Regions from separate parts of the Mus musculus genome. Here all the other regions are linked to region 6. Evidence: chromatin contacts called from public Hi-C, HiChIP or PLAC-seq and promoter capture Hi-C data. All regions are on one chromosome and are shown on one strand. The core of a region is the stretch at or near the end of the contact, and the rest is flanking DNA. Distances in the headings are between cores, read along the strand shown.

Region 1 (3,018 bases), core at 151-2,650, 940 kb before region 6:
CACATAAATTGAGTTAATCAGTGGCTGAAAATTACTCTAAGTCATGTTAAATGGAAAAACACGTAGGAAATAAAAATGATCAAGCCACAGCTGGAACACTAAGTCATGTCCATCCCATCTCTAGATTTCCTCTTAGAATTTATGTTGTGACCATTACACACTTTTCAATGTCAAACTCAAGTCCTAGACAGTACATGCTTAAAATCCTAAACCGTCTCTATGTGATTCTAAACCTACTTAGTTTATACAAATTGACTAAGTCAATGTAGATATTACAGGTGTCTCATGCATCTTTTTAAAAAGATATTTATTAATCTATTCATTGTTTATCATAATCACAGAAAGAGAGGAGGCATCAGGATACCATGAAAAATGTTTGCTCATCCTGGGATCAATTACTTTTCTCATTTAAAAAATACTTTAGAAGGTTAAAAAAAAAACAAAAAAACAAAAAACTCCAGCTTATTTACAAGTAGTAAAGAGAAAAATTTGAATTGCAAATTAATATCTACTTTAATTTAATAATAATAAATATTCATTTGATTGCTTGTATTTAGAAACATTAATTTATAATAATGCTTCGTATGTGATGGCTGATGCATTTCGGCAGGAAATATTTTATGTTTCCCCTCAGACTTTTAGCATGTCATCAGAGAAAGGATACACATATACACATGCACACAATCCTTAAACATTTACACAAAACAAAAGCAAAAACCACCAACCAAACAAAAAACCTGAAAATGTGAGGTAAGAGATGGATACAGAGATGTCTCAGTGGCTCAGAACACTCCTGCTTTTAAGCGGACCCAGGTCCATTTCCCGGATGTTGGTTTAGATTTACCTGTAACTCCATCGTTTCCTGATCTGACTGATCTTATGCTCTCTTCTGTCCTCCATGGATACCACAAGCACATGTTAGACAGACATACATTAAGACGAGCACTCACACATAAAATATAAATAAAGAAAATCTCAAAAAGTTAGTAAATAAGTCCTCAGATCTGTTTCTTAGCCTATATAGCACTGTCCTACCCTATGGACTTTGTGATACAAAAAAAAAAAGTCTCAACTCACCTATCTCTGTTCTTTAGGAACAATTGTGTGTGTGAGTGTGTGTGTGTTTGTGTGTGTGTGTGTGTGTGTGTGTGTGTGTCCTTTCATACTTTATCAACATGTATAAAATTATAAAGACATTTAATAAGTGGCATGGGAATTTGTATAAATCTTTTTGTCATCCAAGTCCCCAAATTGCTAAGGTATTATCTCCTTCAAAGAATACATTTTATAAACCTCACATGACCAGCCAGACTTTTTTGAAATGTCTCATTCTATTATGATAAGACTTGGTAAGACTGACTCACCTCCAGCCAACAGGATAGCTCACCACTTAGTTATTTCAGCACTCAAGGCCGTTGCTTCTCACAGCCTTAAGCTTTTCCTGGCAGGCAAGATTTTTCTCAGATTGGCAACATGCTGACACAATAAAAGAAAGCAACTTATAGGGTTTATGTAGGAAAAAAATCCCCGAGGTCACTTGAGGATGGATTCATATTTCTCTTTTTCTCCCTGGGTAACAGAGGATACAACATAATAAAAGCCACCACGCCTTCACTAAACTAAACAACAGTGCAAGGTGTGAGTCTGGAGAAATTTGATAATAATTAAAATTATTTTAATAGGTGAAAACAATAATCGTGTTTTAGAAACATAGGGAACACCTGATTGGTAAAGGATGTGAGGTTTTGAGGTGAAAATTAATCAATAGAGATGCCATGATGAATTTGACAACTGCCAAAATAAATAAATAATATCATTCTTGATGTGATAAAAAATTCTGGTTTAAATATTATAACTGGAATAATTAACAAATTATATCCTACTCACTCTCAGATGACTGCTTGTTTATGCAAAATATTAGCTCTGTCAGTCTAGAAGATGAAGTGATTCTCCTATTCCTTTACTTAGGGAGGAGGGTTAGAAGATATATGCCAAATAGCTGAGCATGTGCCACCTTCTTTATGACAGTTCATTTTAAAAAGACAAATGTGGCATTGGCCTTAAATAAAACGTTTATTTATAAAAATTAAGCAACAATCCATAGAACCTTTCTGAATTAGAGGAAATCAAGATATTTCAACATAAAAATGAAGGAAAGAGAGCCGGGCGTGGTGGCGCACGCCTTTAATCCCAGCACTCGGGAGGCAGAGGCAGGCGGATTTCTGAGTTCGAGGCCAGCCCGGTCTACCAAGTGAGTTCCAGGACAGCCAGGACTACACAGAGAAACCCTGTCTCAAAAACACCAAAAAAAAAAAAAAAAAAAAATGAAGGAAAGTAGAGAAGGGAGATAAAATTGGCAGCATCCTCTGAACTCAAGCTGAAAACCATGTTTCAGCAAAGGAAACACAGAATCCTAACCCAGTGCCATGGCACGGAAGAGCCTTTCCACATGCCAGACAAACCATGCAAGAGGAAGCCTGGTCCAAACTAGGATTGGGAATATATTTGTATTTTCTCTACTTTTTAAGAGAAGACTAGCAGAATTTTTCTTGTAAATTTAGGGATGCATAATCGCATGTTGTTTTACATAAACATGCATTCCAATTTACATAAATTTGCATAGCATTTTCCCCAAAATTCTAGCTCTGAATATGTAAAACAAATTAATCTGTGTTCTCTAATATAATTGTGCTTAAATATGAAATCTAGGCATTATGCTAGAGGTGGCTTATCACAGACAGCCATTAATCCCTCTACCCCCCTTTAATAAAGGGGATAGTTGTTTCAGGTTAGACAAAAAAAAAACCCTCAATTTTTTTCTTTTTAGAAATTAATTAGAAACACTTTTTAAAACTACTGATAAAATGATCTCAATTTAAGTTAAACAAATAGAATACTTGGCAAAACCAAAAGAATTTATTTGTCTAGAACATCACAGATCAGTCTAAGTCAAGTCTGTTTGCATTTGAGTCGAGGCTTGAGGTAGAAGGAAGAATTTCTCAATCTGCAATTTACTCC
Region 2 (2,998 bases), core at 355-2,854, 920 kb after region 6:
GACTGTAAGTCCCTGCAGACTCACTGAGAGAGGACTGCCACTCTGCCTCTACTCAGTGTCCCCCTGGGTTCCTACAGCGTGTCCCTTCTGTGTTGTACATCTGAAAGCAAGGCAAGATTTTCTATAGTACGCTTCTCGTTTTGTGTCAGAACAACTATTATCAGACTGCTTTAATATACTATTTTTAGTAAGTGGTAGCGACTCACTGAAAATGCCTTTGAATTAACTTGCAAGGCCCGGGGAGGAGAGGACTTCCTTCTGCAGCACAGGCTGTTGGTACCAAGATGCTAGAAGAGCTACGATTCCAGTGCTGCGCCTGAAGAAGGCATTGCTTCTCCTGCTAACAATCGGGGTGGGGGGATAGAAAAGAGGTTAATTTGATGAAGTTTGGTGAGAAAATCGAGCTTTTGCTGCTATGAAGAAGCTCTGCTATGGAACCTGAGTAATTCTGAAGAATTATAGTATTTAATTTGGCTTCCCTGAGGACTAGAAGATGTTCTAAGTTGTTACCTATCCTCATTAGTGTTTGTCTGGGCTATTGATTCCAGACCCCATTACTCAGGGTATTTGGATGGGACCCAGGGAGGAGATTTTTGTTTGAGCATGGAGCTGGGGAACCTGAAATAGAACAAGGGGGAAGAAACAACCTTTGGTAAGTTAGAAAATGTAGTTAAATCCTATAAACGTAGGGCCTCTTTTTGCGCCAGTGTGTACAGGTAGAGACCAAGTCAGCCCTCAGCATCCTTCTTTAAAGTGTGCTCTGTCTTTTTATTTTGAGACAGTCTCATTGTTTTGGAACTCACTGAGTATGGTAGATTGTTGTCCAATGGCCAGAGGAATCCTTCCAGTCCTGGGATAACAATGGCGCACCACCAGACCCAGATAGAGCTTCCAGGATTCAAACCTAGGTCCTTATGCTTGTGCCCCAAGCACCTTACAGACGGAGCTCTCTCTCCAACCTCTTATTTATTTAAAAGGCCTTACTACAATTTACTTATTTTTATGTTCACGTACCATGGTACCTGGGTGGAGGTCAGAGGACAGTTTGCTGGAGTCAGTTCTTACCTTGACCCAGTGAGCCCTGCTCTGGGCCCTGAATTCATTTACAGTAACTCACTTTGCTAGCGTCGATATAACCAATAATAATAATAATAATACATATCTAGTAATAATACATAGCTGGTTTTACAAGGTAACATCTCTGAATTAAGTTTCTGTATCAGAACCAAGTGCTACGCAGCAGTCAGCCTTCAGAGTGCTTTTCCACTGAGATCAGAGGAGTGATTAAAGAGCTGGGTCTGGCATGGGCTGTTGAGCTCTGGAGGTCACAGGTGGAAATTCATGGGCCACCTTGGTAACCTGTGGCTGACTTTGTTTTCCAGACGACACTGACAACCACCCAGCGAGAGCTGAGTCAGCTGCAAGAGCTTAGTAACCACCAGAAAAAGAGGGCCACAGAGATCCTGAACCTGCTTCTCAAGGACCTGGGGGAGATAGGCGGAATTATTGGCACCAACGATGTGAAGACTGTAAGCCAGACTTGTGTTCTCTGTTCCTACCCTGACTGGTGTGATCCGAGTCAAGCTCTGCAGCACCTGAGGCTCAGGGCTGTACTCTGCACCTGGCGCATGCTGAAAAAGGAGAGCTGGCGCATGAAGCAGGGGCTGGGGGAGGGGATGGAGAGGAACAGTTTGCCTTTCAGATCTGGGGGGCATCTTCCAGTCTTGGTTGGTTTTGTGTGGCTTGTTTTTTTTTTTCTTTAGCCTTACCTGCAATGCTCTCACACTGGGGCTCAGCTGGGAGAAGCTGCAGGCCAGGTCTCAGTCCCCACCCTTCCCCACCCCCCCAGCCCAATGCAGTGAGAATTCTCCAGCCAAGCAGTACGAATTGAGAAAGCTTCCAGCTGAAAGTCATAGGCAGCTAGCAGGGGCTGAAAGAGTAAACCACACTTAATTATGTGTAACAGGAGGAGGCTAGGCCTTGTTACTCAGGGTCATCTGCATCACCTGGGGCTAATTAGCAATTTAGACCCCAGGCTGACCTCAGACATACTGAAGCGGACTCTGTGTTTTAACAAGATGACTCGTGGCTTATTAAAGTTAGAGAACCCAATTTGGTTTCATTGCAGTGGCTCCACAATCCACAGGACCCGACTGTTGTGTTTCCTCTCTGCCCATCCTTAGCTACTTTCATTTTCATATCTTTACGCTTTTGCCTCGTAGCAAGATCACTGCTGTAGCACCAACTGTCAAGTCTTTATTCATTTACATCCAGTGTGCTGTATCACTAACCACTTTTATCCAGGAGAGGGGACTATATACCAGAAATTCCCAATCTTATGTAGCCTTAGGGCAGCTGCAAGGCAGCGGTTTCAGGCCCTGCCAGGTTAAGCTTTTAAGTCACGGCTAGGCTGGTCTGTGCTTGACGGTTAATGTTTAGAGCCACATGTTGCTGTTGAGCAGTGTAGTTCTGACATGGGGCTGATTAAAGGCTCGCAGGACCTCATGGAGTGGATTTGTGGGACGTTGGCACCTCCTGCTGATAACAATAAGAAAAGATATTTTTATGCTAAGATCTTACACTGAGCTGAGGAACACATTAGTGAACTCAAAGCGTGTCTGTGCTTTGCCATTAAAGGTCCTTCCTGCCGGAAATCCTAAGTATGATGAGAGGATTTTTAAATACCTAATTGCATGCTTTGGGATTATTTTTAGGTTCCAGACACTAGATGCCCTTAGCTAATTTCATTGATGACTCTCACTTACAGATCACGGTAGTCTCAGAGAGCCTCCTTCCATGCTGGACCAATGGCAAAGGCTGCCAGTGTATCTGTGCTGTTGCATTATGGGAGGGATAGAACGGGGAGCAGTATCGGGAGGCAAATCTCAGTCACCAACCCAACTCACGTTTAGCAAGGGCCTCCATGATGGGGAGTCACAGCTGATAATTGTAGCTTTTCCTGCTGGTCACTTAGTATTGTGCTGCAGTCATTGTTAGG
Region 3 (2,914 bases), core at 332-2,831, 770 kb before region 6:
TTTTTTTCAAGAAATGCCTAATTAATTATGTGGCCCATTTTATATCATATGATATGATATGATATGATTGATATGATATTATATTATATTACTTAGTTTATTGTTACTAAGTTCTTTTAGTTTTATGTTCTGGACGTTACCTTCATCTCAGATGAATATTTTGAAAATATAGTGATCTTCTAGGTTAATGTGTAACCTTAGCAATCATAAGATGACCGCTGAAAGACCTTGCTAGAATTGCATGCTTGGGATCTTCTGCTAGAAGGCTGTGGCAAACACTCCCTTCCTAGAATGGCCCAGAAAAACAAGCTTTACAAGAAAGCAAGGCAAATGCAGATAACGACCAAAAATGTTTCTGTTCCCTTTTCCTGTGACTAAGACCTCACCTCACCTGGGGCCTTCAGTGCTGCTTAGGAACTTTGGGAAGGTCATGAAACACTTGCCTCTCCAGAAGAGAGAGGCTAATCCCCATTTCTAAAGGGGGGAATGAAAAGGTCACTGTGGGCCACCAATGGGCTTAAACTAACTCATGTTATTACCAAAGTCTACTCTTTTTTTTTTTTTTTTTTTTTTTTTTTTTTTGGTTTTTCGAGACAGGGTTTCTCTGTGTAGTCCTGGCTGTCCTGGACCTCACTTTGTAGACCAGGCTAGCCTCGAACTCAGAAATCCGCCTGCCTCTGCCTCCCAAGTGCTGAGATTAAAGGCATGTGCCACCACACCCGGCCAAGGTCTACTCTTGAACTGTATAAAAAGGGTGTGCTTAGGAGATTTGGGGTTACCCCTGCCCAGATTTCAGGATGGCCCCAGTGCGCTGAATCAATAAACCTCTTACTTGTTGCATCGATCTCCATCTATGTGTTTCTGTAAGTGGAACATCCCTGACATAAGGCTCTTCGGATCTTACATTGTCTATTCACTTTGTTTGCTTCTTTTTCTGTACTATCTTAGTTAGAATTTTACTCCTCTGAACAGACACCATAACCAAGGGAAGTCTTATGACTGGTAGCAGTCCAGAAGCCATGGACAAACTGGGTTTACCAGAAAGGGTAGCTGGAAATGAAAAGGTGCTGGGGGTGGGGGATGGGAGGCGAGAGAAGAATAAAGCGAAGACACGGTTCTGATCAAGGCTTCAAGCTTAATATTCAGCACTGCATTCATATAGGGAGCGCCCACAAACCCATCCTTTGTTTCAGCTGGATTATGTTGCAAAGCAAGGTCAGCAGGCAGTCTATTCTTCCAAGTTCCTAGAGGAAGTTGCATTCCACCTATGTTGCTGCCAGCTGCTACATGAACTGGGTTCCTGAAAGAAAAGCTGGGTCTGTATGGGAGAGATAGCAAGAGAAGAATGAGACAAAGACAGTGTTTCTGATCAAGGACCAATGTTTACTTTTGGAGTATGAACTTAAAAGGGGGGCAAACCTATCCCCCACTATGCCAGGATCTCATGACTTGTCAGGATCTCCTTGCTTTGACAGGATCTTGTCAGGAAAACAAGCTCAGCCTCTCAGCCGGTAGTGTCAGTGGCGTCTTGGCGGAAGCTGCAGATGTGGTAGGACAATAGACTTTACCTAAGTTGGAAGACTCCACCCTAGGTGGGCTAGCCAGCTGTGGCATAAATCAGCCCACTCAAGGCTTGGGGAGGGCACACACCTAGGTCATTAAGGTCAAATGTGGCAAATGTTCAATGTCTATTCAGCCTGCTCAAGGCTGAAAAAACTGGCTCAAGGCTGGGAAGAGCACAAAGGACAACATTTAATTGGGGATGGCTTACAGGTTCAGAGAGGTTCAGTCCATTATCATCAAGGTAGGAACATCGTGCAGATAGAACTGAGAGTTCTACTTCTTCATCTGAAGGCTGCTAGTGGAAGACTCACTTCTGGGCAGCTAGAATGAGGATCATAAAGCTGATGCCCACAGTGACATGCCTACTACAAAAAGGTCATACCTCCTAATAATGTCACTCCCTGGGCCAAGCATATACAAACCATCACATTCTACTCCCTGGTTCCCATAAGCTTGTTCAAACACTTGAGTCTATGGGTGCCATACCTAAACATCCCATAATGCAAAATACATTTAGTTCAAATTCCAAAGACAAGGTCTCTTGTGAGATTCATCCAATCACTTAACTGTAATCACCAAAGCAAGACAGGAAATCAGCTGCACAAAGTCCAAACTCTGCATCTCCATGTATGATGTCAAAGTGGACTTCAGATCTCCAACTCCTTTTGCATCTCTGTTGACTGCAACAAATTTCTTTCTCCTGGGCTGGTTCCACTCCCTTTTAGCAGCTTTCCTCAGCAGATAGCCCATGCCTCTGGTATCTCAAAATTTTTGATGTCTCCAAGGCAGCTTCAGTGTTACAGCTTCTTTTTTGGGATTCACACATTATCTCCTGGGCTACTCTAATGAGCTGGTATCACTTCTCAAGGTCTGTCCTCTGTAGCACCCTATGTTCATATTGATCCACTCTACTGTCGCTGCTGTTCTTGGTGATTATCCCATGGTACTGACATATCCAATACACTAAGGTCTTCCAATAAAAGTAGGCCTCACCAATAATCCTTGGCTGACAACTACAACTGAGGCTGCACTTTCACCAGCAGCCTTCCATGGCTTCTCACAGTGTCAAACCTCAGCTGTCCTTCATGACCCTTTCATGCCTTCAAAAGCAGTACCACCTGGGTGACTCTTACACATTACCAAGACCAGCTGCAACACAAGGTACAACTATCTGTGAAATATAGCTTCTTTGTTGTCTCACAAAACACTTCCCAGAAGATGTCACCTTAATGATGGTGGTCCTTTCTTAATCACCACTAATTTCTTAGCTCCAGCTAACCAGCATCAATTGTCCCAGTAGTCTCCTCCTCTTGACTATAAAGCCAGAGCCACAAAACTGATGCTGCTGAGT
Region 4 (2,700 bases), core at 128-2,627, 720 kb before region 6:
ATTATCCTTCTAGATTCTAACTTCTTTCATTAGTTTCCTAGAAGGTCTAGATAATATATTAAAACATGAAAAATACAGACATTTGAGTAAATATTTGATCACAGTCCTGAACTAGCTCATAAAAACTCCATAGTGATTGTTCTTGCTTCATTGCTCTGAAATTAAATATAATATTATATGATTGGATATATGATTTCCACATCAACACTATCCTATTATTCTAGTAAACACAATAATAATTTAAAAATTGATAGTTATCTCTTTAATACATAAATGCTATCTATATAATTTTCAACTCCTGCTTTCCCTTTTCCTCATTGATCCTACCCCAGTTTCTTTCTGATCCAGCATCATATATGCAGGGTCTTTCATCATATGTACTTTTTTCATATAGTATTAATGTTAGATAATTTAGTATACATGAATTTATCATCAATTTGTATAAGTAAAATAAAAGTCAAAATATTGTGTTATTTATATATTCATACCATATATGTATATGAAATTTTCTATATAAAGAATAATACATTGATATCAGTATCTTAATGTAAATTGATCAATAACAAAAATTCATAGAGAATTTTGTACCATGTCATTATATTTTCATCAAATAGTAGACTCAAGAATTGGATAAAGCAAAAATTATAACCTAAACATACACATATAGAAAAGTCACAGTACTAGTGCTGGGCATGGTGGCACACACCTTTAATCCCAGCACTCGGGAGGCAGAGGCAGGCAGATTTCTGAGTTGGAGGCCAGCCTGGTCTGCAAAGTGAGTTCCAGGACAGCCAGGAATATACAGAGAAACCCTGTCTTGAAAAAAAAAAAAAGTCACAGTACCAAGCCAGTGTCTAAACAACTTTCAAGCAGACTTCTACTTTTATGCTGCTGAAACAATTGCCGACTTTGCTTGAAAGTGGGTCATCAGGGAAAGAAGTTGAAAAAGTGTGTAGACTGCTTGTCCTTTCAACTCCTGCTTTCCCTTTTCCTCACTGATCCTACCCCAGTTTCTTTCTGACCCATCATCATATATGCAGGATCTTTCATCATATGTGCAGGGTCTTTGCCAATATATTTTTTCCTCATCAGTAGCACAAAAGTTTTCAGACTTTGGCACACATAATCTTATAGTCTCAAGATGCTAATGAAATAAAAACTCTGAGGGCTAGGGGAGGGAGAGTGGAATCTCTGGGCAGCATGAAATTGGAAATTCTCCATATGCATCCTGACTCATAGCTATGGTCTCTCAGCTCTTCTAGAATGACTACTGAGAAAGAGGTGTGTGAGAAATAGATACCAAGCAAGAGGTGTAGCTAGCTCAGTACTGCAATCTATCAAGATAAGCCTGTTCTCTGATTTTTGTCCTCAACAAGCCTTGCTCCAAACACATTCATAAGAGTTTACATTGTGTAATGTACACAGTCCTACTCGTTTATGCAATAGGAGACATCAGTGAAACACACCTAGGAGCAAAACAGGAAACTTGTTCAACAACTTATGCAAGGATTCTATTGAAAGTATAATCATTTTAATTATGATCACTTCCTTAATAGAAAATTAAACACTGTTTACTGAGTTATTATAATCATTTGCTTGCTTTAACAGACAAGATTTTCTTGTTTAAAAAAATAAGAGTGCAGGGCTCTTCAGCAGAGAAGAACATTTGCTATTCCTACAAATGACCCAGATTTGGTTCCTAGCACCTACATTGTAGCTCACTAAAATGGGTAACTCTAGTTCAAGGGGATATGATGAAATCTTATCCAGTAAGCCTAAGAGAAACTGATAAAGTGGTTGCTTTTCCAAATACAGAAGTTATTTATATTTTTATTAATTAAAAATTTTCCTACAGTAGAGTTTAACTACTTTCTCTTCTCCTAAGTCCTCCTAGGGCCTCCCTACCTCTCCAACCACCAAATTTTATGTTCTTTCTCTCACTTTATCTTTAAAAAAAACCAAAAATTTAAATAAAAACAAACAAATTAATAACAAAAATTATGAAAACAAAACAACTACTAAAAATAAAAACAAAAATTATGATGTTATATATATATACATATGTGTGTGTGTGTGTGTTTGTGTGTGTGTGTGTAATAAATACATGTAAGAATGAAAATACTCTAAATAGAGTCAAGATAAAATGGGGAAGACAATGTCAACTAGATATCTTTGTCACCAAAAAACACCTCTGGTGTCAGTAATAAGTTAAATCTTGAGTCTTTAAGCAAAGGATCCCCTAGAAACTTCCAAGCATCACAGGCTATTTGTAAAGGTTCTTAGTTTCTCTTTGTTTCAACCTCGTGGCCAGGCCCTAACGTTGAAGACAACAGTTACTTATATCATTTTATAAAAAGAAGTTGAAGTCTCAGAAAAAGAACTGGAAGTATCATCACTGCTGATTAGTGTGATTGGTCCTTAAAAGTACTCTGTTCTGAAGGGAAAAAGTAATCGTGAATATGACCTAGTTACAAGCCTACAACAGGGACCTTTTCGCAAGATATTCTGATCATGGCACAAATGTCATCAGAGGAATCAACATTTTTTGTTAAATTCAAGGTCCATTCTATGACATGGAAGCAATCCCTGACACTGCTAAAGTGGTCAAAAAACGGAGATTAGGTCATGCCTAAGGGAAAATCAAATACTACTATTCTGCTGAAGGAACACTGTAATAAATTGATTCATAATGCCCTACTG
Region 5 (3,059 bases), core at 219-2,718, 660 kb before region 6:
GAATGTATTTACTTATATAAGAATATTAGCTGTTAAGTCAATGATAACCAAACTGTAAATCATGAAACTACAGAAGTTTGGTATAGAGCAAGAAACTAGGAGGGGGAAGGGATGTCAAATAGATCTCAATAAGAAAAGGAAAAATTGATACCAATAGATTAGGAGGCCTGGAACTGGAGGATCACATGGAGAGAGAGATGGGAATGGGGGATGAGAGATGAAGTTTGGAGAGAGAGATACAAATCAAAGCTAGTTAAAATATAGTATGCAAACTTAATACAGTAGAAGCTTCCTAAAATATATACATAAATGAAACCACCAAATAATAGGATCCCAGTCAGCCATCTTGTTACCAAATGAAGCATCCAGTGCTGAAATTGTGTTACATCTGATTACAATGCTAGGCAAAGTAGTCCCATATAAACCCCCTAAACAACTCTGCTTGTTGTCAAGACAATAGGTTGCTTGCTACACACTGACAGCAAGGCTCCATTGCTGTAGACAACACCTGCACCATTCACTGAACATGGAGAAGGTGTGCTGGTGCCCACAGAGAAACTTCACCCCTACATTCTAGCAATTTTAGTAAAATAAGAGAAGATGTTCTGCATACTACAAATGGAGAAACATTAAGAGCAACCAAGCCACAAACCGTCTGATCTATAGTGGTGCTCTGACTGTAAGATATGCTAGGGGAATAGTGGCACAAATCTTATGGGAGTAACCAACCAATATTTGATATGACTTAAGGTCTACTCCACAAGATGGAACCCAAATGAATACTGGCTGAGTGATAAAGAACCTAAGACTAGATATCCCAGGGATATATGGGAAAACCAAATATTTCTGGTCTAGGAAAATAGCAATAAAATGATTCCTAATGATATTCTCCCATGATCATAGATGGGCCTTACTCAGCCATCATCAAAAAACTTCTTTTTCATCACCATCATTGCTCATATGAACTACATGAAAACTGAGGCAACATGTACAGGGCCTGCACAGATTTGAACTTCATCCTTTGTGTATATGTTGTGTCTTCCAATGTAGTGTTTGTACTTATTCATTCATTCATTGAATCATTCATTCATTCATTCATTTACATCTCAAACCTTGCCTTCCTTCCCAGTGTGTAGGGTTTGATTTTTCAAATCCTATTTTACTAAGGGTTCTTAAATGCTTTAACCTCTCTTCTAGTCCACCATCCACCAGAGGTAGTGTAAAAGGAAGGGTATTAGGTTATGGTAGAAGTGGACCTGCATAGATATTGTTGTTTGGAGCAAATCCCACCTGCATTGTCAGGAAATCAGGAGTTGAGTTCACAGAAATCAGCAGCAGCAGCTTGATCCATTTGCAAATACTTCAAAAATATACCAGCAATCCATTTCAGCAATGTCAGGATAGGAAACATGAAACAACATTTGGGGCATGACCTATCAGAAACAGCAAGTTCTCCACCGAATTTGCACTAGTCAGCAGGGGCAACCAAGACCAGAAGTTCTCTGCTGTGCCTCTCTCAACAAAGTGAAAGCAAAGACTTAAAGACAAAGACAAAGAAGTGTTGCAAAGCTAGCTATGCAAGCAAGCCTTTCTCACAGTCCATTAAGTCATATTTATACTACCTCCAAACATCATGTCCTTCACGTGCTGTGCCTCAGCACTTAAGTCTGTCTTAGCAAAACTCCATGTGAGTCTGTATCATCTGACATCACTCTGCCAATTATCCCAAGTCTACCAAAGCAGCAAGAAGCAGCCAGAACACCGCTTGATGGTTTTGGGTGCATTCCTCTCTTGGGAATCACTACAAACGAAGCTCAACAATGAATATTTGCATGTTGTTGATGAAGAATACTTCATCATGAATCCTTCATCAGATGTTCTTTCACAAGCTTGCTTTAGCCAAACATCCTTTCACCTGTGTCTGCTTCAGCAAAAACATCATGTGACATAACTGACTTTCCAAAGAAAACAGAAGTTTCCACTTCACTGGTGCCCCCACTTCACAGAGACTAGCTCCCCATTCCCCCACCCCTTCACCTCTGAGATGGTTCACCCTCAGTCTTATACCTTAGAAACCTCTCCTGTTGTTGTTGTTGCTGCTGCTGTTATTGTTTTGTTTTATTTTACAATGCAAGTCAGAAAAGGAGTAGATCAGGATGGGAAGAAAGATAGAGAGAAAGTGAGGAGAATATAGGAATGGAAAACAATAATCAGGATAGACTATGTTAAAACAGAGTCTATTTTTAGTGAAAAGGAGGAAAACTAAGGACAGAAATTGTAGAAACTCTGAAAACTATAATAGAAACAAACCTATGAATAACAGGTTATAAAAAAAAGAGAATAGACGTATGTCAAAGGCAGAGATATTTCCAACAAAATCATAAAAGAAAACCCCCCTAATCTAAAAAAGGTCCAAGATTCAGACAAATTGGTAGCCAATTAACTACAAGAAGGAGAGGATCCAAACTAACAAAATTTAAGGTGAAATTGGAAACATTGCAACACATAGTGAGGAAATTGACACAACTGTAAAAACATACTTTAAAAATCTATAGTCAAGTAAACTATAAAAACAAGTGAAAAAAAAACAGAAAAGATGAATTTTTAGATAAATATCACCTACCAAATCTAAGTCAAAATGAAATAAATCATTTAAATGGGAGCAAGAACTTGAAGGCAAAGTTGAAACAGAGACCACTGAGGACCATTACTTACTGCCTTTTATTCTCCATGCCTTGCTCCATTTCCTTTCTTGTCAAACCTAGGACTACCTGCATGGCTGTGTTAGTGTCCTCTCCCACCAATCATTATTTTAAATACCCACAGACATGCCCACAGTCAATTTGATGGAGGAAATTCTCAGCCAAGGGTCTCTCTACCCAGGTTATTTTAATTCTTATTTGCATGAAAATTACAACAACAACAACAACAACAACAACAAAAAAACTCCCAAAACAAAAACAAACCAACCACCTAAACAGCACACATGCATAGCCACACTCCTAAAATCACCTGACTTTTACAGAGTCCAACAGTACACACAGGAGAAAAGACAGAAT
Region 6 (2,886 bases), core at 273-2,772:
TGCTTCACTTGCTCTGTTTTTAGCGATGAAGAAACATCGAGACGATGTAGTGACAAGACAACAGTAGGGCCTGATCCATCCCTGGGAGAAAGGAGGGTAGATGGTTCTAAAGTAAACACACTCTTCCATTTTAAGACTGTTAGTGGCAACTCTTCGTTTCTGTCCAGCCTAAACTGTTTGCAGAACTACATTCGATTTACTGAGGCATCCTGAAGACCAGTTTGGGATTTTGTTGCATAATACCATCAATTCTGAGCAGGGCTTGAGAACTGGAAATCTTGGAGAGAGTTTAAAGAGCCACAATGATTATTAACCCTGACAAGTAGTAGAAATAGGCAGATAATTATAGGATGTACTTAATAGACAGAAATATAGAGCAGTTTATAGGAAGAGAAAAAGAAAACAAATACAAGTGAGTTTGTGGAAAAATGTGGGGATCAGTGTACACTAAAACATTAATTACCCATCCCACAGTTGCTTCCTTTTTTTCTTGAAAATGTCTCCAAACACAGAGGTTACTACTGTATTAAGAAAAAAGGGCAAACTTCTAGGTATTTACCTATCTACTGAGGAAGCATTCCTGTCAAAACCTTCAGAATGCTGGAATAAAGTGGAAAACAAGATCTCCCCCTTTATTATACCAAATTGTGCTAAATGGCAGACGAACTGACTCTAGCAATCATCCTTTGCACGCTATAGCCAACTTCGAATATCCCAAATAGCCGAGCTTCTGGAGGTAGGGCTCACATTTTTACATTCTGTATGTTTCGGTGCTTAACTGAACACCCGATCAACAGTTCAACATGGCTTACGGGGTAAAAACAGGTCTTACAAGAGGCTAAGAATTGATAACACCACCGTCTCTGACGGTCCAATACACTGAAATCTGCGATTTTCACTTCAAGCCTAATACAGACTTTCACGCCAACTAGGAGCAAACCTGTTTGCAACACAATGCTTTGTGTATACAAGGTGTGGTGGATAGGATCCGAACCTCACATCGAGCTATCTGGCGAGGGTGTCCTGACCTGGCGGACAGCCCTTCCTGCCTTTATTTTTTAGCCCAAAGACAAACGTGGGGAGGCCTCGGCGGCGGGGGCGCGGCCGGCTCGCGAGCACCGAGCTCGCTCGGGCAGCAGCGGGTGCGGCTCCCGCCCACTCGGAGCAAGTCGGCGCGGCCTCGGCGTCCCCCAGAGGAAAGGCTGGGCGCCGCAGTCGGCCTTAGCATCGCCCATCCCGCTCGGGCGCCGCGGCTCTCGCGCCCGGGCGGGCACCGCACTGGGCACACCGGGCGTCTCGGGGCCGCGGCGGGCACCCGCAGGGCCCGCCGTCCCGTCTGCTCGGTCTCGGTTCCCGCAGCCTCGCGAGCGCGCTCCGGATCCGGCCCCGCCCCTCCGGCTCGCCCCGCCTCCCGGACAATCTCCTCGCGCTCGCCGCCCGGCACGCGCGCTGCGCCCGGCCGCCGCTCCCGCCGCCGCCGCCACCGCCGCCGCGGAGCGTTTCTCCGCCGCGCCTGGCTTCCAGCTTCAGGACGGAACCGGAAGTGTAGGGGGCGGGGCCGGCGGAGGCCAGGAGACCGAAAACGCGGCCGAGCCGGGAGCCGGGAGCCGGAGCCACAGCCTGGACCAGAACTTGGCCGCCGCCTGCGCCACCGTCTCTCCCGTCGCCGTCTCCCGCGGCCGCCTCGCACCGCCACCGCCGCGAGCTCGGCTACTGTGGTCCGCGGACTTTGGGTGTCCGGGTTGAAGGTCGGTCCGGACGTCGGAGCAGCTCGGCTCCCGGACCGTCCGGGCGGCTGCGGGCGCCGCCGCCGCCGCCTCGTCGCCTCAGCCAGGCGTTTTGTTCGCTGAGACGCGAGAGGCGAGCGGAGCTGACAGTGATTTTGACAGTGATTCCAACCCGCTTTTGTTGTTGTTGGCTTTTCGTTGTTTGGTTTGGTGTGTTGTGCGTGTATGTGGCGGTTTTTCCCCCGTGGTACATTTTTTTAAATTGTTGTGCCTTTTTTTTAAATCCTTTTTTTTTCAACCCTGTGAACGTTTTTTGCTTCCCCCTCCCCCCCGCCTCGGGGCTTCCGAATATGTTTTATGACGGTTGATTTTACACCAGGAGGTTTGTCTCCGAGGAAGACCCAGGGAACTGGATATCTAGCGAGAACTTCCTACGGCTTCTCCGGCGCCTCGGGAAAATGGGAGCTGCTGCAAAGTTGGCGTTCGCCGTCTTTCTTATCTCTTGCTCTTCAGGTAGGTGGAGGAGCCGGCGCGGCGGGGCTGTGGCCGGGTGCCGGGTGCCGTCTGCTGGGCAGTTCTCGGGCCGAGGCTTTTCCCGCGCCTAAACCCGCAGCCCCGATCATCTCGAAATCTCCATGAATTCCACTTGTTTTGGGTTGGTGTGGCGAACTGATAGGTTGAGTGCTGTGTTGTTGTGCAAGTGAGAAAGTCATGGTTTGTGGCCATAACACTCGATGACAGCGCTGGTTGGGTTGCTGTTCAAGCCGCAAATACCACAAGTGAAAATTTATGTAAAGGTTTGAGACCCAGAAGGAGGTATTCCAAAATGTCATTTAGCCTAAGCTGTTCCAAAACAAGGACCGGTTTTGGTCGTCATCTAATTAGTGCTTCACCGGTGAATATCGAGACATAGATCAAGTGAGCTGGTGTTTAATTTTGACTGTGAGAAACAATGCATCCTATCAGCGATTTAATCTAGGTCTCCTCTCACGTCTTCTCCAACTACATTGTCCAGTAGTGTTAAAAATAGTTTTAGTTGCCGGAGTATTAACCCTAACCCAGTGCAGAAGAGGTATGCTGCTGTGTGTTGGTGGTGTGTGCTGGCTTTCACCCACCATTTGGGTGCTCTTTTCAGGCGTAGATTCTGCTTACCTACGGA
Region 7 (2,961 bases), core at 77-2,576, 900 kb before region 6:
CTGTGGCTAGCTGCAGGGTGCACTTTCACTAACCAGTGTTCTGCTGTGACTAGCTCTCCTATGGAGCTCAGTCCTTTGACCAATCTTCCTGTTCCAAAGCCTGGGCAAATTCTACCCTGTCTAAGTTCTTTCCCTCTGGCCTACCTGTGTCGTCACCAATGGAAAAACTTACTTTAAAATCAACAGATGACACAACTGCTGGGTGCAGAATCTATCTTCCTAAACTTATCAACTATTCTATGTTGGAAATCTTTCAGTCGTGGAAGCTGCCACTAGGTTCAACACTTCCCTGTCTACATCATGCCTCCTCTTGCCTTCACCTACATCCCCTCTTCCTCTCTAGGACCCAGAAGGCCTGCCTCTTACTTTTTGCCCAGAGCCTTCCTTCTTGTTGTCTTTCTTATCTAATCAATTAATTAGGGGGAAATTCCCCTACACTTATGTTTGTGAATTCTTGGCCCATAGGCAATGAATGACACTATAGGATGTATGATCTTGCTAGGGTAAGAGTAGCCTTGTGGAAGAAAATATGTCACAGTGGAAGTAAGCTTAAAGGTTTTAAAAGCTCAAGCCTGCCCACTGTGTCTCAGTTTTCTTCCTGTTGCCCACTGATCTAGATGTGGAACTCTCAGCTCCTTCTCAAATACCTGGTCTGCCTGCATGTTCCCATGTTTCTTGCAATAATGATAATGGACTAAACCTTTGAAGTGTAAGCCAGCCCAAATTAAATATTTTTCTTTATAAAAGTTTCTGAAGTCATTGTCTCTCTCTTTAAACCAATAAAACCTTAAATAAGACAGTGTTTAACATAATAGATATACCAGATCCCTGCTCTAGTTTTTCTTTGTTTGTTGTTGTTTTTAAATAGAGCATCAACCATTCTGTACTTCTTAGCCTCATCTACAGTTAGGTAGGAAAATAATACTGAAATTTGCCCACTAGAAGATTATCAAAGGTAAGTTACCCAAGATCTTATAAGCAAATATCTAACTCTTTTTCCTTCTCCTGACATTTGGACACCAAAAGATGGGTGGTAAACAAATCCAAGCTGAAAGTTGCTATGGATCCCTGAATACATAGAACAGAAATCTACATAATTACCACAATCATCATAGCTACCACTGGCTCAAAATGTGGAAAACTATCAAATTTTTAAGTACGTGAGTGTATTCAAACCACTACAATAAAAATCAATAAATGAGATAGCTTATCAAAAAAGAAATTTATTTTTCACTGTTCTGGAATTGGAAGCTGAGAAGGGCAAACTCAGGGTGCCAATAGTAATCATTAACTTCCAGTTTCAGAGACAGAACCTTCAAGTGGAATAATCATATGGATGATCAAGGCAGGTTGCTGGCATTCTTCCATAGGAGTGGTTAAGCCAATTCAGTATGGAGCTAATCACCTTCCAAAATCCATGCTTTGGTATTATCACATTGATGAGTCAGCTTCATTTTGTTGAATGGGTGTACAAATATTCAGACTACAGCATTACTTGGAGTTTTAGAAGCGTTTTTCCACATAATCAGTCACATACTCCGAGATTGATTCCACATTTCTTATTTTTTCCTTCATATCTTCTATTGATCTCACATGTAATAACAAAAACTCACCTTTATATATAATATTTAGGTTGATAGGAAAGGAAAGAGAACTCTAAACCTCAGTTCTCCTGCAATGAGTTCTCAATACACAACTCTGTATCCACACAGTTTTCATTGGTTATATTTATTCCTTTAAATTTATTCTTTTCATATATGTGTAAAGTGCATACTGATCAATCCATTTCTAAAAGCTAAGCGAATCAACACTCACAACTTCATGGTCTAAGTTACCAGATAGGTTTGTAAAGAGAAAAGACAAACCTGAAAGTTCAGCCTGGACACCACCTATCAAGGAGCTACACAGTTGAATGCAGCCTGCATTAGTATCCATTTGCTTTGTGAGAGTAAAATCCAAAACCTTTGATTCGAGATTACGGTCTTTGCGTAGAAAAGATACATGGGCTTAAGTCTGACATGCTGAGAGAATAGCATATAACAATATTTAAACACTTAACATAATTCCATTAAATCCCTGACATATGCAAGGCTATATTGCTTTCTATCCTTTATTATATTTTATGATTGCACATCTAATAATTTGTGTGATATTTCCCAGTTGTGAAATGTCCCTGATTGCCCGTGATTAAGATTAAATGAGAAGATTGCTCTCCTCCCCCAGGTGGTTGTTAGGAAACATCTGAATCATAGTGAGTTGCTGGGTGAGCTGAGAGTGTGCCTCTCCCTAGCAATCTTGAGGTTGCAAAAGTAAACATTCAACATATGAGACATGAACACACTTATTTGCACTGCAGGTTACTACTCCAAAGTATCCACTTTCTTTATAATTTAGAAAACTTCTTAGTTAGGAAAAACAAGGCCACAAGCTTCAAGCTCTATAGTTTCATATAGATTAGTCCAAATGACATTATACTGATTCAGAATACAAGTATTTGAGCTTCATAAGTGTCAAAACAATACAACTCTTCATTAAGGATAACATCCGCCAGATTTGCCATGTCTTATTTTGGACCCTATTAAAATATGAAAGCAAAAACAGAACAAGAAGGATGAAGTTAAAGCCAACAGGAAGAAAGAGACGGGGACTGAAATTCAAAGTTGTATCTGCCTGAGGCATCTGTCACAAGGAGAGATGGTACATGAGGCAACCAGTGGTCAGAAGAGGAAGACTGACAGTACACCATCAGAATTCTAGTAAATATGTAATAAACTTTAAACTATGTCAAAACCATGTCTTATACTGCTTTTAGATGACTGTATCTCTACGACCTTCTGAAGTGTCTTTACCAATTTACATTTGTTCTTTCCTCCTCCTTGAACACCTACCTTCATTATTTTTGGCTAAGACCCATTTTAATCCTCAAGTGTTGCCTCAAGAATCACATTCCTGGTGTGAACC

Evidence for each region. Promoter capture Hi-C pulls out the DNA fragments that hold promoters and counts their contacts. Hi-C and Micro-C count contacts between places; a contact is called where the count stands out from the background. HiChIP or PLAC-seq counts read pairs in DNA pulled down with a chosen protein or histone mark.
Region 1: a contact with region 6 is called in a Hi-C map of Sertoli cells, with 4 times the contacts expected there. The contact joins the enhancer-like site here to the promoter of Acvr2a in region 6. A contact is called at or near these places in 4 of 39 promoter capture datasets (3T3-L1-derived adipocytes, cranial neural crest, hippocampal neurons and 1 more), 1 of 15 datasets of contacts at CTCF or cohesin (large pre-B cells), 1 of 484 Hi-C or Micro-C datasets (Sertoli cells) and 4 of 115 datasets of contacts at active chromatin or transcription factors (craniofacial prominence, embryonic forebrain, embryonic limb bud and 1 more).
Region 2: a contact with region 6 is called in a promoter capture Hi-C map of pre-B cells, with 7 times the contacts expected there. The contact joins the enhancer-like site here to the promoter of Acvr2a in region 6. A contact is called at or near these places in 16 of 39 promoter capture datasets (the 3T3-L1 cell line, 3T3-L1-derived adipocytes, the C10 cell line and 11 more), 7 of 484 Hi-C or Micro-C datasets (CD4 T cells, CD8 T cells, the G1E-ER4 cell line and 4 more), 6 of 115 datasets of contacts at active chromatin or transcription factors (astrocytes, embryonic stem cells, large pre-B cells and 2 more) and 1 of 9 other capture datasets (liver).
Region 3: an H3K4me3 HiChIP or PLAC-seq map of embryonic stem cells shows a contact between it and region 6, with 8 read pairs. The contact joins the enhancer-like site here to the promoter of Acvr2a in region 6. A contact is called at or near these places in 2 of 39 promoter capture datasets (embryonic stem cells and frontonasal cranial neural crest) and 11 of 115 datasets of contacts at active chromatin or transcription factors (differentiating embryonic stem cells, embryonic forebrain, embryonic limb bud and 6 more).
Region 4: a contact with region 6 is called in a Hi-C map of epidermal suprabasal cells, with 4 times the contacts expected there. The contact joins the enhancer-like site here to the promoter of Acvr2a in region 6. A contact is called at or near these places in 9 of 39 promoter capture datasets (the 3T3-L1 cell line, 3T3-L1-derived adipocytes, the HPC-7 cell line and 6 more), 3 of 484 Hi-C or Micro-C datasets (adipose-derived mesenchymal stem cells, epidermal suprabasal cells and myocytes), 12 of 115 datasets of contacts at active chromatin or transcription factors (SST interneurons, astrocytes, craniofacial prominence and 8 more) and 1 of 9 other capture datasets (adipose tissue).
Region 5: a contact with region 6 is called in a Hi-C map of regulatory T cells, with 4 times the contacts expected there. The contact joins the enhancer-like site here to the promoter of Acvr2a in region 6. A contact is called at or near these places in 6 of 39 promoter capture datasets (3T3-L1-derived adipocytes, cranial neural crest, hippocampal neurons and 3 more), 1 of 15 datasets of contacts at CTCF or cohesin (large pre-B cells), 2 of 484 Hi-C or Micro-C datasets (large pre-B cells and regulatory T cells) and 8 of 115 datasets of contacts at active chromatin or transcription factors (astrocytes, embryonic forebrain, embryonic limb bud and 5 more).
Region 7: a FOXA1 HiChIP or PLAC-seq map of pancreatic cancer cells shows a contact between it and region 6. The contact joins the enhancer-like site here to the promoter of Acvr2a in region 6. A contact is called at or near these places in 2 of 39 promoter capture datasets (cranial neural crest and stem cell-derived epiblast-like cells), 1 of 15 datasets of contacts at CTCF or cohesin (large pre-B cells) and 10 of 115 datasets of contacts at active chromatin or transcription factors (astrocytes, differentiating embryonic stem cells, embryonic forebrain and 6 more).

The regions. Positions count from the first base shown.
Region 1 is chr2:47,876,806-47,879,823 of GRCm38.p6, forward strand. No RefSeq gene overlaps it. Among named protein-coding and RNA genes, the nearest start is that of Gm52576, 44 kb to the left of the region's middle. Within about 2 kb of position 1,401, at least 14 of the 459 cell types and tissues checked have an H3K27ac peak or open chromatin away from gene starts, as enhancers often do. A contact at or near this core is called in Sertoli cells, where this site is marked.
Region 2 is chr2:49,731,322-49,734,319 of GRCm38.p6, forward strand. Kif5c (kinesin family member 5C) reads left to right here. Exons shown (of 26, transcript NM_008449.3): 15 at 1,383-1,529. Among named protein-coding and RNA genes, the nearest start is that of Gm46738, 14 kb to the right of the region's middle. Within about 2 kb of position 1,605, at least 113 of the 459 cell types and tissues checked have an H3K27ac peak or open chromatin away from gene starts, as enhancers often do. A contact at or near this core is called in CD8 T cells, the G1E-ER4 cell line, hematopoietic stem and progenitor cells and 5 more, where this site is marked.
Region 3 is chr2:48,044,435-48,047,348 of GRCm38.p6, forward strand. No RefSeq gene overlaps it. Among named protein-coding and RNA genes, the nearest start is that of Gm52576, 210 kb to the left of the region's middle. Within about 2 kb of position 1,582, at least 2 of the 459 cell types and tissues checked have an H3K27ac peak or open chromatin away from gene starts, as enhancers often do. A contact at or near this core is called in embryonic stem cells, where this site is marked.
Region 4 is chr2:48,088,129-48,090,828 of GRCm38.p6, forward strand. The region is part of intron 3 of Gm13481 (predicted gene 13481); the gene reads right to left. Among named protein-coding and RNA genes, the nearest start is that of Gm52576, 260 kb to the left of the region's middle. Within about 2 kb of position 1,378, at least 6 of the 459 cell types and tissues checked have an H3K27ac peak or open chromatin away from gene starts, as enhancers often do. A contact at or near this core is called in epidermal suprabasal cells, where this site is marked.
Region 5 is chr2:48,148,168-48,151,226 of GRCm38.p6, forward strand. All of the region lies in intron 3 of Gm13481 (predicted gene 13481), which reads right to left. Among named protein-coding and RNA genes, the nearest start is that of Gm25338, 230 kb to the right of the region's middle. Within about 2 kb of position 1,469, at least 3 of the 459 cell types and tissues checked have an H3K27ac peak or open chromatin away from gene starts, as enhancers often do. A contact at or near this core is called in regulatory T cells, where this site is marked.
Region 6 is chr2:48,812,587-48,815,472 of GRCm38.p6, forward strand. Acvr2a (activin receptor IIA) reads left to right here and starts at 1,523. Exons shown (of 11, transcript NM_007396.4): 1 at 1,523-2,240. The coding sequence starts at 2,186.
Region 7 is chr2:47,912,190-47,915,150 of GRCm38.p6, forward strand. No RefSeq gene overlaps it. Among named protein-coding and RNA genes, the nearest start is that of Gm52576, 80 kb to the left of the region's middle. Within about 2 kb of position 1,327, at least 5 of the 459 cell types and tissues checked have an H3K27ac peak or open chromatin away from gene starts, as enhancers often do. A contact at or near this core is called in pancreatic cancer cells, where this site is marked.